Regions from separate parts of the Sus scrofa genome. Here all the other regions are linked to region 1. Evidence: chromatin contacts called from public Hi-C, HiChIP or PLAC-seq and promoter capture Hi-C data. All regions are on one chromosome and are shown on one strand. Each heading gives the region's core, a stretch centred on a gene start, on an enhancer-like site or on the middle of the called end of the contact. The rest is flanking DNA. Distances are from core to core; before and after follow the strand shown. Region 1 holds the start of DPF2 (zinc finger protein ubi-d4). Region 2 holds the start of SCYL1 (N-terminal kinase-like protein). Region 3 holds the start of EHBP1L1 (EH domain-binding protein 1-like protein 1). Region 4 holds the start of SYVN1 (E3 ubiquitin-protein ligase synoviolin). Region 5 holds the start of CAPN1 (calpain 1).

Region 1 (2,700 bases), core at 39-2,538:
AGAGGCAGAGCGGCACCGCACCCTTAAAAAGGGGCCCTTGGGGGGCTCAGCCCACCACCAAGACAGAGTTCCCAAACCTTTACCTTGTCATCCAATCAAAATCCCAAAGCCCTAACTGGACAACTAGACACCTCTCAATCTTCCTACCCTTGCACCAAGCCAAATTTACGCATTAAAAAGGAGCTTGCTCTATTCGCCCACGGGGCACGGAGCTGCAAAACTCATTCAGATTCTTCCTCACGGAGGGGGCTGGGTTAAATCAAGTCTCCAAGCATCTTTAACTCACAGCTAACGGGATTCTCCATTTACCGAACAACCATGAACTTTAACTTCGCTCGAAATCTGTCAGCCCAAGAGTATTGCATAGCCGGGCAGCCGGGGCGTCCGGGGCTCTGCATCGGTCCAGTGCCCGCTTTTGGTGGCTGGGATTGGCCGGCACAGAGGCCCTCTCCCCTGAAGTTCTTTCCCCTCAGTACCAGCTCTGCAACAAATTCTCCCCCGGAATATTCTTGGCCTTGGGTACCTGACACTCGAGGACCACCCCACCCCCCCGCCCGCCCGCCCGCCCCGGAACGTCACCGAGCTGTTTAGAACAAAACAGCCCAGCGGGGCTTAACGGCGCGAGGGCTGCGGAGCCTGCTCCCCCAGGGCCGGCTGCGGGCGGCCGATGGGGAGGGGTCGGCGGCGGGGCGTTGCGGGGGCTCCGGCCGCTCCCGGGTCCGCCCTCGGCCCGGCTCCACCGGACTGAGGCGTCTCGGGAGCGAATCCGGGACTGTCTTTCGTAGGCGACCAGGGCGCCATACTCTGGAAACCGTCAGCCCGAAGGGAGCGCCCAGACCGCACAGCCCCTCCGGGAGGCTGCCCGTTAGGGGCTCCCGTGTGCCCCCCTCAGGGCCTCCACAAGTTTCCAAAGAAGAGCAACGTCTCCTCCGGAGTCTCGGGTTGTCCTCCCCACTAGGAGTCGCAACATGGCCTTCCCAGGCAAGGCCCTCTCTCCGCCTCGTCCCTTCCCGCACCGCCCCCTACTCCCAGGCCCCTTACAAGACCTCCCGGCCTAGGAGGAAAAGAAAACGGCCACTCACAGCTTCACTACATTTTCCACCACAGCCGCCATCTTCCCGGCTCCTCTACCTCAGGCCGGGAGGCCCGGAGAGCGCAGCGCGCAGGCGCCGGGACCGCACGGGGAACCAGTTTCCTCGTCCTTCTGCGCAGGCGCCGCCCGGGAGCGCGCCCGAGAGCGAGCTGCCGAGAACGAGCTTGCCTGTTGGGGGCCGGGGAGCCGAGGAACTAGTGCGCAGGCGCAATGGAGACCGAGGCCGGGGCGGCGCGAGGCTCCAGCTCTACCTCCGCTTCTGACGTGTAGGGGAGCGGGAGAAGGGAGGGAACGTGTAACATGGTCCAGAAATGAGAAGGTGAGGGCTTGGTGAAAACTGGCAGGCCCGGAGGTGGTGTAGGTGAAGCTTATGCGTCCTGCTACCTCGCAGACCTTTAACCTCGTGGTTAACCCTTTGCCCTCACTTGCTGGCCAGGGGTTGGTGATAGTAGTAGGGCACAGTCCTCTTGAGCTGCCAAACACGTGCCCATTTTAGGGAAAGAAAAAGCAACTCCCAGAACCTGACGTTCTTTGGCCCGAATATTGGACTGTGACAAATTTGCCCCCATTCCTGCCTTCAGCTTTATCGGCGCCCAACTCTTCTCCCCTGCTTCCTGCTCCTAAGCTCATTCCCTCCACTTAGGCGCCGAAGACTATCCCTCTCTCTTGTGTACCATTCATTTCTGCTTCACTGCTGAATCATGCAAATTCGTTTACAAACATGACTTAAAATCCTCTTTTAAAAAAGCTCATGGGGCCGCACCCGCGGCATATGGAGGTTCCCAGGCTAGGGATCTAATCAAGACCTGCAGCCGCTGGCGTAAGCCCTAGCCACAGCAATGCAGGATCCGAGCCTTGACTGTGACCTACACCACAGATCAGGACAGCGCCAGATCCTTAACCCACTGAGCAAGGCCAGGGATGGAACCCGCAACCTCATGGTTCCTAGTCGGATTCTTTTCCGCTGCGCCGCTACGGCAACTCCTAAACTTTTTGAAATAGAGAGAAAATCATTGTATGTAAATGTAATATTAAATATACATATTAAACATTATTATTTAGCTTTACTCCTTTTTAAATATATTCAGATCCCAGTGGGAAACAGGTGCACAAAGAAGACGGTTCATTACAAAGGGGGTGTTAATGAGTGTAGCTGGGTCTGGAGGGACACCTGGGGGGGGACAGTTGCCTGGGGGTGTGTAGTAGCAGAGAAGTTTGCATCATAAGCCCACAGAAATGCAGGAAGAGGCACCAGTGGGAAAAAGGAACTATCAGGGGAGATTGGTGACCTCCAGTGAGGGCATATCCTGGCTGAGGTGCCCTTGCAGGAAGTGAGACTGAGAAATCCCTCACTCTCCCCCTCCTCCCCATCCTCTGATCTCTTGCTGGGCTCCCATTGGCTGAACCCAACCGGAAACCAAAGCCCAAGGGAACCCATAGATGTTCCTCTACCTAGGTCACCTCCTGGGGAGAGGGTAGGGGAGAGAAGGGTGGGAAGTGGATCTGGAGGGACAAATTCAAATGTTTTTAAATGATTTATATCCTCACATATTAATTTTGAAATATTGCCTATGTCAACTATAGCATTTCCTCAAACTATTTTATTT
Region 2 (2,700 bases), core at 113-2,612, 150 kb before region 1:
GGGCAGGTTGGGGCATGCCGCCCCCAGTCACCCACCACTTCTCTCTGACTGCTTTGCCACTGCCATCGGCCAACTCTGGGGGATCGTACTGCTCAAGTTCGGGGACCCCCTTGCGGGGAGGACCCCCACCATTGCCCTGCGCCGAATACATGTAGTCCAGGCCCCCAAGCTTCCACTCCCCAGCGCGGTCCACGAACACAGCGGCCATGCAGACATTATTGTGGATGAGGCTGCAGTCGTTGACCAGGAAGCTGAGGGCTTTCTGGGGACAGAAGGAGCCATCACAGCCCTGTACCTGCAGCCCCCCCATCCCTGCAATCATCACCACTACCCCCCCACCTCACCACAATTTGGTGTAGCCCCCAGGAGAGCTCCATCTCCCTCAGATCACCAGTCTCTGTTCGAGCCTTGAGGTACGCTGCCAGCGGGGTCACAGCCTCCGTCACCACGTGGAGGCATTTTTCTGTCTGAAGAAGGACGTGGAGTATCAGCGCAGAGTGGAGAAGAAGCAGGGGGATGAGAGACGTGATGGGGACCGGGTGGAGAAGGGGAAGTCAAATCTGGGGGTTACTGGGGCAGGGGGCTGGGAAGGGGCAGGAAGGCAGGAGCAGGAGACTGGGAGAAAGTGAGGGGCAGAGACAGAGCAGACTGAGCGGCCGGTAGGTACCTCCAGCCCATCGATGTAGGCCAGGATGTTGGGGTGCCGGAGAGTTTTGAGGCGCTTGAAGGCGGCTTTGGCCACCTGGGTTTGCTCTTCGGCGCCGGGCTTCACATCATAGACGAAGATGGACACCGGGCTGCCTGTGGCCTGGGGCAGAACAGAGGGGCCTCAGGGGTGTGGGCCGAGCCCCAAGCTGACCACTCCATCTCCGAGATGGTCCCCGGAGCTAAGTACCGGAAAGGAAGACCCGCCGGCCGGGTCTCCCCCCAGGACAGCCCTTGGGGACTGAGTCGGGCCCACGTAACCCCGGTTGGGTGCGCCTGTTGGTCCCTCGGTCCTTCCGCCCGCCACGTCGGCACTACCCGTCCCCCTCCCCCGGCCCGTTGCCCTAGAGGCTCCGCAGCCACGTCAGGCGGGGCGCGACGCGGCGGGGCCGGCGGCGCTGACTAGGCGAGACCGAGGTCGGCCGAGGCCTGCGGAGCGGGGCCGCGCTCACCTTCTTGCGGCCGCGGTGCAGGGCCCAGGGTCCGGGCGGGCTGCCCTCGGGAGGTTCCGGGCTGAGCTCAAACGGGAAATCCCGGACCGGGTCCCGAGCAAAGAACCACATCGTCCCCGCCGCCGCCGCCGCCGCCGCCGCCGCCGCGGCCTCGGGCGCTTCAGCTCCGGGTCCTCCCGCTGCCCGAGCCGGGGCGGGGCGGGGCGGGGGCGGGACGGGGGCGGGGTCGGCCGTGGCGAGGGCGGGTCTGTGTGGGCGGGGCCTCGTGGGGGCGGGGCTGGTGGGCGGGGCGGGGCTGGTGGGCGGGGCGGGGATCCGAGGGCGGCAGGTACTGGGGAGACCAACCCTCCTTCACCCCCTGCCCTGGCGGATCACCCAAACTCTCAGGGCCTCTGTGTCTTTATATCTAAAATGTGGAAAGCCTGAGAAGGGACAGAGGATAGGGAAACGGAGACAAGGAGGCGGGGAGATGGGGAGACGCCAGAGGAAATCGTCAGAGAGACAGACATGAAGGGGTGCAGGGTTCAGTGAGGAGTGAGGAAGAGACTTAGAGAAGATGACTCTCCCCAAACCAGACGCTCTCCCACACCAGCCAGTGGGCACCTCCAGGATGCGGTGAGGATCAAGTTGGTGGAATGACTGAGTGACCAGGGAAGAGGCACAAGGAAGCAAAGCCGGTGAGAAGGAGCGTGGGTGAGAGGCAGAGAGGGAAGCAAAGGTCCTGAGGAGGTCTAGGAACCCTGAGACAGGGAGAGGGGACCTGGGGAGGGGAAAGGCAGTGACCCCAGGAAAGAAGGGTAGGAGGAACAGCCCAGCAAGTTCAGAAGAAGCCAGGAGGCCAGGAGGGGCCCCTGCTCTCCTGGGCTCAGTAGAACTGGCTCTGTGTCTCCAGGGTCAGCACCTCCAGACCCCAGCACCTGTGCAGATAGGGGCTGTCAGTGGCAGAATGGTGTCAACAGCTCAAATGCCATTCATGCTGGAGGAGACCCAGCTCCTTAGCTGGACAGAGCCCAGCATCCAGGAGGGGCTGGGCTGGCAATGGTTTCTCCAAAAGTAAGGTCACGTTCATTACAACACTATTTACAATAGCCAAAACATGGAAACAAGCTAAATGTCCATCGACAGAGGAGTGGATCAAGAAGATGTGGTACATATACACAATGGAATATTACTCAGCCATTAAAAAGAACGAAATACCAGCATTTTTTGCAACATGAATGGACCTAGAAACTATCATTCTAAGTGAAGTCAGCCAGACAATGAGACACCAACATCAAATGCTTTCACTCACATGTGGAATCTGAAAAAAGGACAGACTGAACTTCTTTGCAGAACAGATGCTGACTCACAGACATTGAAAAACTTATCGTCTTCGGAGGAGACAGTTTAGGGGGTGAGGGGATGTGCTTGGGCTGTGGGATGGAAATCCTGTGAAATCAAATTGTTATGATCATTATACAACTACAGATGTAATAAATTCATTTGAGTAATTAAAATAAAATAAAAAGATTTTAAAAAATAAAACAAAACACAAAGGAAATTA
Region 3 (2,700 bases), core at 115-2,614, 210 kb before region 1:
GCCTGGCTGGGCAGCCTGACTCAGGCTGGGCACACCCTCCTGGGGAGCTGCGACCTGAGCCAGGGCAGTTTCCTAGCCTGGGCTGCCGGCAAAAAAGCCCAGGAGGTTCTGCCCATCCCCTCTGACTCAGACACGCTGACACTGCCCAAACTCTCAGCCGGCTCTCCAGGACCATGCCCAGGGTCCCCCTGGCCTCATCAAGAATGCTGGGGCACAGGGCAGAAGCCATAGGCCAGAGTTCAAATCCCAGCTCTATGCCGTGTTATTCCAGCCTGCCTCTCTCCTTTCTGGGTCTTGCCGAATGGTATGAACCACCCTCAGGCCTAGTCAAGACCAGGGATGTGACAGCTGCCCAAGGGACCTCAGGCCTCCTGCTCCCTCCCCTCCCCTTAGACCCCCTGGTCCCTTCCTGTCCTTCCTCTTGGGAGCCTAAATTTAGCCCCGCCTGGCCCCGCGGGTGAGGCCCCCACAGCTGTGCCCTAATCCAGCCAAGGGAAGCTGACACCAGCAAGCACGTATATTTAGGGTGTGACGCAGGGGCCTGGGCAGCTGCGGGTGGGGGCATGGGAGATGCCCCTGGGCCCCGTGGCAGTCCGGGAAGGTCCTGCTGCCCCTCGCGTATCTCCCCTCACCTCACCACCTGGCCTTCCCCAGGCTCTCTGCTCCCCGACCCACAACCTCCCAGGCCCTCAGGCCCCTTTAAGCTGCTCCCCGCCTTCCTCCCTCCCCATCCTTCCCAGCGCTCAGTTTCCCCTTTTAAGGATATTGTGGAGACAGAGCCAGCCTCCCAGCGCCCACTGTGGTTCCAGGGGCGGGTGGTTCCTCTGGTTCAACAAATGGGCAGGGGGAGAGGGGAGCTGGTCTAAGGTCCCTGGAGTTTTCTGTCCCGGCCCCTCCACCCGCAGGCCTCAAAACTTGCTCCCTTGTCGGACGCCACCCTGAACCATCCCTCTGGCCGAAAACGTGAGGCCTCCCTTCCCCCAGCCGTGAGCGCGGCTGAGGGAAGTGTGGGCGCAGACAGGTTCTCAGGCCTCCACTCCCAAGGCTGCCCACACCCCCCAACAGTGGGGAGCCGGGAGGCTGCAAGGGCACCGCTCAGTGCTGGGGCACCAGGGCCCAGGCTGGGGGTCGGGGGCCTCTCTGGCCCCTGGGCTGGGGGCAGGGTTCTCCGAGAGGCGGATGGGGCCCCTGGCGGACTGGGGGGTCCCCCAGGCCTCCCTCCCACTCACCATTTCTTGGTGCACTCCACCACCAGCTCGTGGTAACAGGCCACAAACTGGAACTTGGCGGCCCGCTTGCCCACGCGCTGCAAGCGCTTCCACACGGAGGTCATGGCCCCACAGCCCCCGCCGCCCGCTCCTCAGATCCCGGGCTCCCGCCGGCCCGCGACCGCTGGCCCGGCCCAGGTCCCCATGGCCTCCCAGGCTCCCGTCGGCGCCGCCCGCCCCGTCTGTGGGGACGGATCGGAGGCGCGGGCCGGGGGCCGCTCTCCCCGCCGCCGCCGGTGCCCGCCGGGGGGTCTGGCTGCGTCAGCGGGGTCGTCTGGGGCGCGTCGGGTCGCTGGAGCGCAGAGCGGCGAGCGCGCCGTTTCCTGGAGCCGCACCCCCGTCGGAAGGCCAGGCGGGCGGGGCTCCGGGGGGGCGGGCGCGGGGGGCGGGGCGGCCCGGCTTCCGGGGCCTCGCGCGGCGGGCGCGTGGGGGCGGCGCGTGGCGGGGGGTGGGGGCGCGAGGGGGCGGCCTGGACCGCAGCGCCTCCGGCCCGCGCGCCGACGAGGTGTGGAGGCGCGCGCGGGCCGGGGCAGGAGGCCACCCGCAACCGGTGCCGCCCTCGCCAGCGCTGCCCCGGCCGCCTCCCTTCCTGCCCGCAGCGCGGCGAGGTGCTCAGTGGTGGCCCGGTTTCGCAGGCCGGGGAAAGAGACCCAGAAAGGAGAAGAGACTTGAAGGGTGCCAGTGGGCCGGGCCAGAGCCCACTGGCCTCAGCGCTGGGGAGGCCGGCTCCTGCTGCCACCGCGTCTTAACCGGAGCAGGAAGGAGCAGAGGCAGGGGCCGGCCCGGGCGCCCTACCTGTGGGCAGCACCCACTGGCCAGGCTCAGGACCTGCGTCTTCAGCTGTCAAGTGGGAAGGTGTCCCACCGTCCGCACACGGCTGACTTCCAAGTGTGTGACCTTGGGCAAAGGACGAGCACCCGGGGCCTCAGTTTTTACCTCTGTTCAACAGGGATAATTATAGTTTCTCGCTTCACATCATTGAGAACCAAACCTTGGGAAGCATTTTGTGTGGAGCCCGACTGATGTTGCCAGGTCTTATTAAACGAAATCCGTTATCACTGTCGGAAAGAGTGTGTGTTTACCCTCCCTCCCCTGGGGCGTTAACCGCTCTGTTCACACCTAGATTAGAGCCCTTATCACCTGCGCAGCTGCCCGTAGGGTAATGAGCCGTGGCAGGTGTCTGGCCCAGAGTTAGATCTGCCACAGGGATCTAACACCAGCCTGTTCCCTGTGCCGGTGCGAATGTTCTGCGAGGTTCGTGAATGGACAGAAACCCGGTTCTTGATCAATACTAGGTTTCAGCAGGAAGTCTGGTCTGCCAGAAGTGCCAGCTGACTGTGTCCAGGAGACAAGTGACTGTGCAGCAGGCGTGGGGACGAGCAGCTGGTAAGCCTCACTGAGCAACCTGAGGTTCTTTTCTCTTGCTTTCAGT
Region 4 (2,700 bases), core at 122-2,621, 170 kb after region 1:
TCCAACAGCTCTGGATTTTTTCTTTTTTTTTTTTTTTTAAGGCTGCTTCTTCAGCATATGGAGGTTCCCAGGCTAGGGGTCCAGTTGGCGCTGTAGCTGCCGGCCTGCGCCTGCGCCACAGCGGCGTCTGTGACCTACACCCCAGCTCACGGGCAACGCCAGATGATCTTTAACCCACTGATCGAGGTCAGGGATCCAACCTCCGTCCTCCTGGATACTAGTCAGATTCGTTTCCCCTGAGCCACTGCGGCAACTCCCAGTTAGGGAATTTAGAATCAGACAGACCCGTTGCCAATCCTGGTACTTCTTAAATGTCTGAACCTCCGTTGTCTCACGTATAAAATGAGGACAGCACCACCTAGTTCATAAACTTATGATTGATGATTAAATGAGACGACGGAGGAAAACTCCAGGCACAAAGTGGGCGGTGCATTAGCTCCATTCTGTCAACGAGCCGACTGGGTTGGCTGAAGAAGACACAGACTATGAGCACAGCCCAAGTCTGGGGAAGCTGTGGCTACCGGCCAGGATTGAAAGGATCGCAAAGCACGCCGCATGGAAGTCAATCCCTTTGCAAAGAACATTCCCATCCCAAGATTAGCCAGAATTAAAGATGTTTTCGCCTCGGTCCCAGGAACCTCTCCCTTTCGTGGTGCAGCAACTGTCTCCGTCTGGCAGACCCTGAACCCCTGCCCACCGACTGCGCCTTCGCTACTCTCTGTTCCCAGGAGTAAGATCTAACCCCAGGCAACGCTACCTTCCGCCCCTAGCAACCGCTCACCTGCTTTTCTCTTCCCATAGGTTAACCGATTTCCTTTCTTCTTCTTACTGGTCCGCGTAACTCCATTTCGACCAATCTATAGCAGCCACGGAGACCCAACTCACTCCCACACAACTGGGGGAGATCAAGGAGGATACAAGTCGTTTTTCCTGAACCCATTTCTCTTAGAAAGCATCTAATTTATCAATTTGTTGTGACTCCCCCTGGAATGAGTATCTAAGACATCTTATTTCTCTTAGGCCTGTATGTCTGTCCCTTGCATACTCCCCCCTCCAAATGGTACGGCCCGCACAACGCGCGGAGGAGTGGGGGGGCCGCCTTCCAGCCGCTTTGAGAGCCGGAGTCCGCCGCTAGGTTGAGTCCACTCAGCGGCCAAGACGATACCATCTGTGACTAATAGGGAGACTCTAATCCTCTCCAAGTTGCCTTAATTCCGCTCAGACCACCTCTCGCATCTTTCACTCGAACAGTGGGCACGAACGCCAGAAGGGTGGAGGGACTACTGCTCTTGGCACCAGGGAGAATGAGCAGGGCGCACAAGGGACCGGGGCACTTGGTACGGTCCACGCCCCGCCCCGCCCCGCCCCGCCGGAAGTGAGGTGTCTCACCCCCGAAGTTCCGGCTCGCAGGGGGTGGGGAGTGTTGTTAACCGGAGCCGCCTCCGCAGTCGCGGGGACTGAGCGGGCTCGCGGCGCTGGGCTCCTGGTGAGTGGGCGGGGGTCGGACCCGGGTTGTGGTTGGAGTAGGGGCCTGGACCTTTCCCCTTGAGGTCCCCGGGGTCGGCGCGCCCCCTCAGCCCCGCCGCCAGCTTTCGGCCTGTCAGCTGGAGATAGTTGCCCGCGCGGCCGCGCTCGCAGAGGCTGGGCCCCGCCTGCGACACTCGCAGCTCCTGGCGCTTACAGGTGCGCGGCCGCGGGGTCGACCCGGGTCCCTCTCCGTCCCGCCCCTGCATCCTGGCGGTCGGCCGTTTCTCCGGTGCCCCGAGTTGACACTTCCCCAGGGGGTTGGGGGGCGCCAGGGTTCCAGGCTGACGTACCCCGCCCGCTCCCGCCGGGCGCGCGTTGGAGCTGCCCACCCTGGCAGAGCTGTCACCGACGCTGTCGCCTACCCGGCGGCGCCCCCCAGCGCCTTGGCCTCTCCCGGTCCAGGCCGCCCATTCCCGCTTCTGGAGATTTCTGCGTTTGCATCCCACCCCATCACCGTCACTTTAGGGTCAGTGGGAGCAGTTCCCTCCTCCGACGCTGCTGCCTTTCCTCATTCTTCCCTAGAGGCGGCGGTTTGGCAGGCAGCGTGGAAAGAGTCCTAGCTTTGAAACAAGACTGACCCGGGCTCCAGGCCTTGCGTCAGTGTGGTCGCTTAACCCCTTTGAGGCTCAGTCTTGCCACTTGTGGAATGGGGGAGCATGGGCTCTTCTCGATGCGATGATGGGGGAATGAGGCTTTTCTTTCCCCGGTGTGTTAACACTGCGTCTCAGGAGCTGGGCTAGGTTTGCACGGGGTGGCATCACACAGCTGTGACCTTACCTTTCCTCTCCCACGCAGGTCCCCAGGCCAGGGCAATGTTCCGCACCGCCGTGATGATGGCGGCCAGCCTGGCGCTGACCGGGGCCGTGGTGGCTCACGCCTACTACCTCAAGCACCAGTTCTACCCCACTGTGGTGTACTTGACCAAGTCCAGCCCCAGCATGGCCGTGAGTTCAGGGCTCAAGGAGGGAGGAACTCTCTGGGAGGGAAGGAGGAGTCATCTTGAGCCAGGGGTGGGGCTCGAGCTCAGGTAAGTAGGAGAAAAATCGAGGGAGCCCACAGGCAGGGGGAGCTTTGAATAAATTAGTGATGGGGGGTGTGGAGAGGTTCCTGAATGGTGAGCCCCAAGCAGCGCGGAGCAGAAAGCCGGCTCAAACCATAGCCTCTCCTCCTCAC
Region 5 (2,700 bases), core at 114-2,613, 140 kb after region 1:
GAGCTACTATGGAGAAAACACGCAGAACCCCCTAGGGCCTACCCAGTGCTCCCTGGCAGATGTCTGTTCGGGTGGCTCCATCCACGATGAACTGGGGGTTTGAGAACAGCTCCTGCAAGAGACCCAGAGTCCTGTCTCTGGGCCGGCCCCTCCTAGAAACCGGAACCCCCCTCCCTACCAGGGACCTCAAGTCCTATTCCCACTCCTCACCCAGGGCAAGAGTAAACCGAGTCCCACTTAGGGTGGTCCCTCTCACCGTGGGACGCTTCCACTTGACGCCATAGGTTTTGGAGGAGTTGGGGCCCAGTTCCTTGAAGCCCAGGCTCTGCGGCACTGGAGGGAAAGCCTCATCACGGAAGAGGCTCCCACTCTGCAGGCAGTGAGCCCGGAGCTGCTCGTAATCCTGGCCCAGGTACTTGATGGCATTTTCATGGCGGCCCAGGCCCAGCTCCTTGGCCCGCAGCTTCTGCACTTGTGCAGACACCCCAGTGCAGTACACCGGAGTGATGACCTCCTCGGCCATCCTGTGGGACAGAGGGGCCTGCTCAGAACCCACGCCTCCCCAGACGAGAACTGGGGCTCCTGTCTGCCGATGCTGTTCTGCAGCCCCTGCCATCCTTCCTCCCCAAACTGCAGTTTCCCCCGCAGCATCAGGCTCTCTGCCACCTCCCTGTGCTCCCAGAACCCAGGAGAGAGGGCTTCCCATCCCCCAGGCATGATGGCTACCATCTCCCCATCCCCACCCAGGGCCACCACCTCTTTTCCCCGACGGTCATTGCCCTGGGCCTGCAGTCCTGTGGTCAGCCCGGCAGGTGGGGAAGGGCGGAGCCCGAGATAACAAATAACACAGGGAACCAGGAAGGTGGGAGACCCCAGGGAAGGCCTCTTTGTCTGCCAGCCTGTAACCACCCCCTTCTCAAACCAGTCAAGCTCCTATGCACTGGAGGGGCTGGAGGGCTGAGAACTCCTGGCAGGCAGGGTCCCCCGCCCCCCGGTTCCTGAGACAGGTTGCAGGATGGGGCGCCTGGCCCTTAGTCCTTTCCCCTCTGGCCCTCCCTCGGCCCAGCCCCTGGAGACAGTGAGGAACGCAGGCTGGGGCGGGCGCTGGAGCCGTGCGGCTTCCCGAGCCCCCGCCCCGGTCCCAGGCACTCAGAGGGCCCGGGGGTGGAGGCAGCCCCTCAGCCTGGGCGCAGTGGCCGGGGCCGGCGCGGCCACCCAGCTCCTTACCTGGGGGAGGAGTATTTGGGGGGGTGTCGCTGCGGTCCCTGCAGCCGGCTTCCCGGGCGGCAGCTCAGGACAGGGCCCAACCAGGAAGAGCGCTCCTCCCCGCCCTCCTCCCGCCGCGGCCCCTCCGCCCTCCTCCCTCCCTCCCTCCCTCCCTCCTTCCTCCTCCTTCTCTTCCTCCTCCTCCTCTCCGGGCTCCAACCCAGCTTCCTCTCAGCTCGCCCTTATCTCTGGGGCACCTTCTCTATCTCTCTCACTCAGGGGCTCCCCGCCTCTCCCTCTGCAGGCGCGGGGCCAACTCCGCGTAGAGGACAAATTAGTAAAAGGCAGCGTTGTCCCCGGGGAGGGGCCAGCGCCTGTCGGGCTGAGTCGCGCAGGGGCGCGGACGTCAGGGCACCGCGGGGGCGGCGGGGCGGGGGGAGGACGGGGCAGGGGGTATTTTTAACCGGGGGCCGCGGCTCGAGTTGCAGGGCGGGGCGGCCCCACCCCACGCGGCGCCCCCGAAGGGCACGCCCGGGCGTCCCGGCCCGCGGCGCCGCCCCCGCAGCCCGGGGTCCGTCCTCCCGGCGCCCCTCCTCGGTGGCGCGGCCGCCGCCCCGCCGCCCCGCCCGCCTCTGACGCGGGGCCGAGATTACCTCGGGCTGCGGCAGCTGCGGGGCGGAGGGGCCGGGCTGGCGGCGAGCGGACCCCTGCCGGACGCTCCGCAAACGGCAGCCCCACCCCGGCCGGCCTTCGCCGCAGCCCGGCTCCGGGGCAGGGCCCGCTCCCCGCCCCCGCGCCCTGGGGCGCAGGCTCGGGGCGCCGCCGCCTTGCCTTAGCGGTTCCCGGCGACCGGGCGGGGCGTGGGGAACCGGTCCCCCAGGCTCCGGCTGGCCGAGTGACCTTGGGTGAGTCTCTGCCCCTCTTGGCCTTAAGTCTCCCGGTTCGCGCAGCGAATGGGATGAAATGAGCAAGTGTGGGAGCCCATCTTTCTCGCGCGCTCTGAGGCCTCTTGAACCCTGAAACTGCAAGAGGCCGGCATCTCTGTCTTCTTCCCCAGACCCTTCCTCGCCCGCCTACCTGGGAGCGCCCATGTGTCGCCTTACCCAGGAGGGGACGGCAGAGGTTGTGAGCGGGACGGCAGGCCCACCCAGGACCCGAAGAGACCCTCCCTCCCCAGATGCATCAAGTTGGGGAGCCCAGAAGTGAGAGGGAGGTAGACTGCGGTGGTCCCCTGCTCAGGGCTTTTGCCTGACCTGGGGGGCCCAGCCCAGCAGATCGCAGTTTGTTTTGTTTTTTTTTTTTTTTTTGTCTTTTGTCTTTGTTGTTGTTGTTATTGTTGCTATTTCTTGGGCCGCTCCCGCGGCATATGGAGGTTCCCAGGCTAGGGGTTGAATCAGAGCTGTAGCCACCGGCCTACGCCAGAGCCACAGCAACGCGGGATCCGAGCCGCATCTGCAACCTACACCACAGCTCATGGCAACGCCAGATCGTTAA

What was found. Promoter capture Hi-C pulls out the DNA fragments that hold promoters and counts their contacts. A called contact is a pair of places that touch in the nucleus more often than the background predicts. HiChIP or PLAC-seq counts read pairs in DNA pulled down with a chosen protein or histone mark.
Region 2: an H3K27ac HiChIP or PLAC-seq map of skeletal muscle shows a contact between it and region 1. The contact joins the promoter of SCYL1 here to the promoter of DPF2 in region 1. A contact is called at or near these places in 2 of 2 datasets of contacts at active chromatin or transcription factors (alveolar macrophages and skeletal muscle).
Region 3: a contact with region 1 is called in a promoter capture Hi-C map of fetal liver, with 3 times the contacts expected there. The contact joins the promoter of EHBP1L1 here to the promoter of DPF2 in region 1. A contact is called at or near these places in 1 of 5 promoter capture datasets (fetal liver) and 1 of 2 datasets of contacts at active chromatin or transcription factors (alveolar macrophages).
Region 4: a contact with region 1 is called in a promoter capture Hi-C map of fetal liver, with 2.7 times the contacts expected there. The contact joins the promoter of SYVN1 here to the promoter of DPF2 in region 1. A contact is called at or near these places in 2 of 5 promoter capture datasets (fetal liver and liver), 2 of 47 Hi-C or Micro-C datasets (liver and retroperitoneal adipose tissue) and 2 of 2 datasets of contacts at active chromatin or transcription factors (alveolar macrophages and skeletal muscle).
Region 5: a Hi-C map of retroperitoneal adipose tissue shows a contact between it and region 1, with 1.6 times the contacts expected there. The contact joins the promoter of CAPN1 here to the promoter of DPF2 in region 1. A contact is called at or near these places in 1 of 47 Hi-C or Micro-C datasets (retroperitoneal adipose tissue) and 1 of 2 datasets of contacts at active chromatin or transcription factors (alveolar macrophages).

What each region holds. Positions count from the first base shown.
Region 1 is chr2:6,885,260-6,887,959 of Sscrofa11.1, forward strand. DPF2 (zinc finger protein ubi-d4) reads right to left here and starts at 1,289. Exons shown (of 11, transcript XM_003122537.5): 1 at 1,083-1,289. The coding sequence starts at 1,114.
Region 2 is chr2:6,732,115-6,734,814 of Sscrofa11.1, forward strand. It overlaps SCYL1 (N-terminal kinase-like protein), which reads right to left and starts at 1,363. Exons shown (of 18, transcript XM_003122558.5): 1 at 1,158-1,363; 2 at 668-808; 3 at 345-467; 4 at 36-262. The coding sequence starts at 1,268.
Region 3 is chr2:6,677,357-6,680,056 of Sscrofa11.1, forward strand. It overlaps EHBP1L1 (EH domain-binding protein 1-like protein 1), which reads right to left and starts at 1,365. Exons shown (of 18, transcript XM_021082847.1): 1 at 1,230-1,365. The coding sequence starts at 1,333.
Region 4 is chr2:7,058,073-7,060,772 of Sscrofa11.1, forward strand. It overlaps SYVN1 (E3 ubiquitin-protein ligase synoviolin), which reads left to right and starts at 1,372. Exons shown (of 16, transcript XM_003122541.4): 1 at 1,372-1,486; 2 at 2,323-2,471. The coding sequence starts at 2,340. SPDYC (speedy protein C) reads right to left here and starts at 1,383. Exons shown (of 8, transcript XM_021082865.1): 1 at 782-1,383.
Region 5 is chr2:7,021,979-7,024,678 of Sscrofa11.1, forward strand. CAPN1 (calpain 1) reads right to left here and starts at 1,364. Exons shown (of 22, transcript NM_001348784.1): 1 at 1,228-1,364; 2 at 257-524; 3 at 43-112. The coding sequence starts at 523.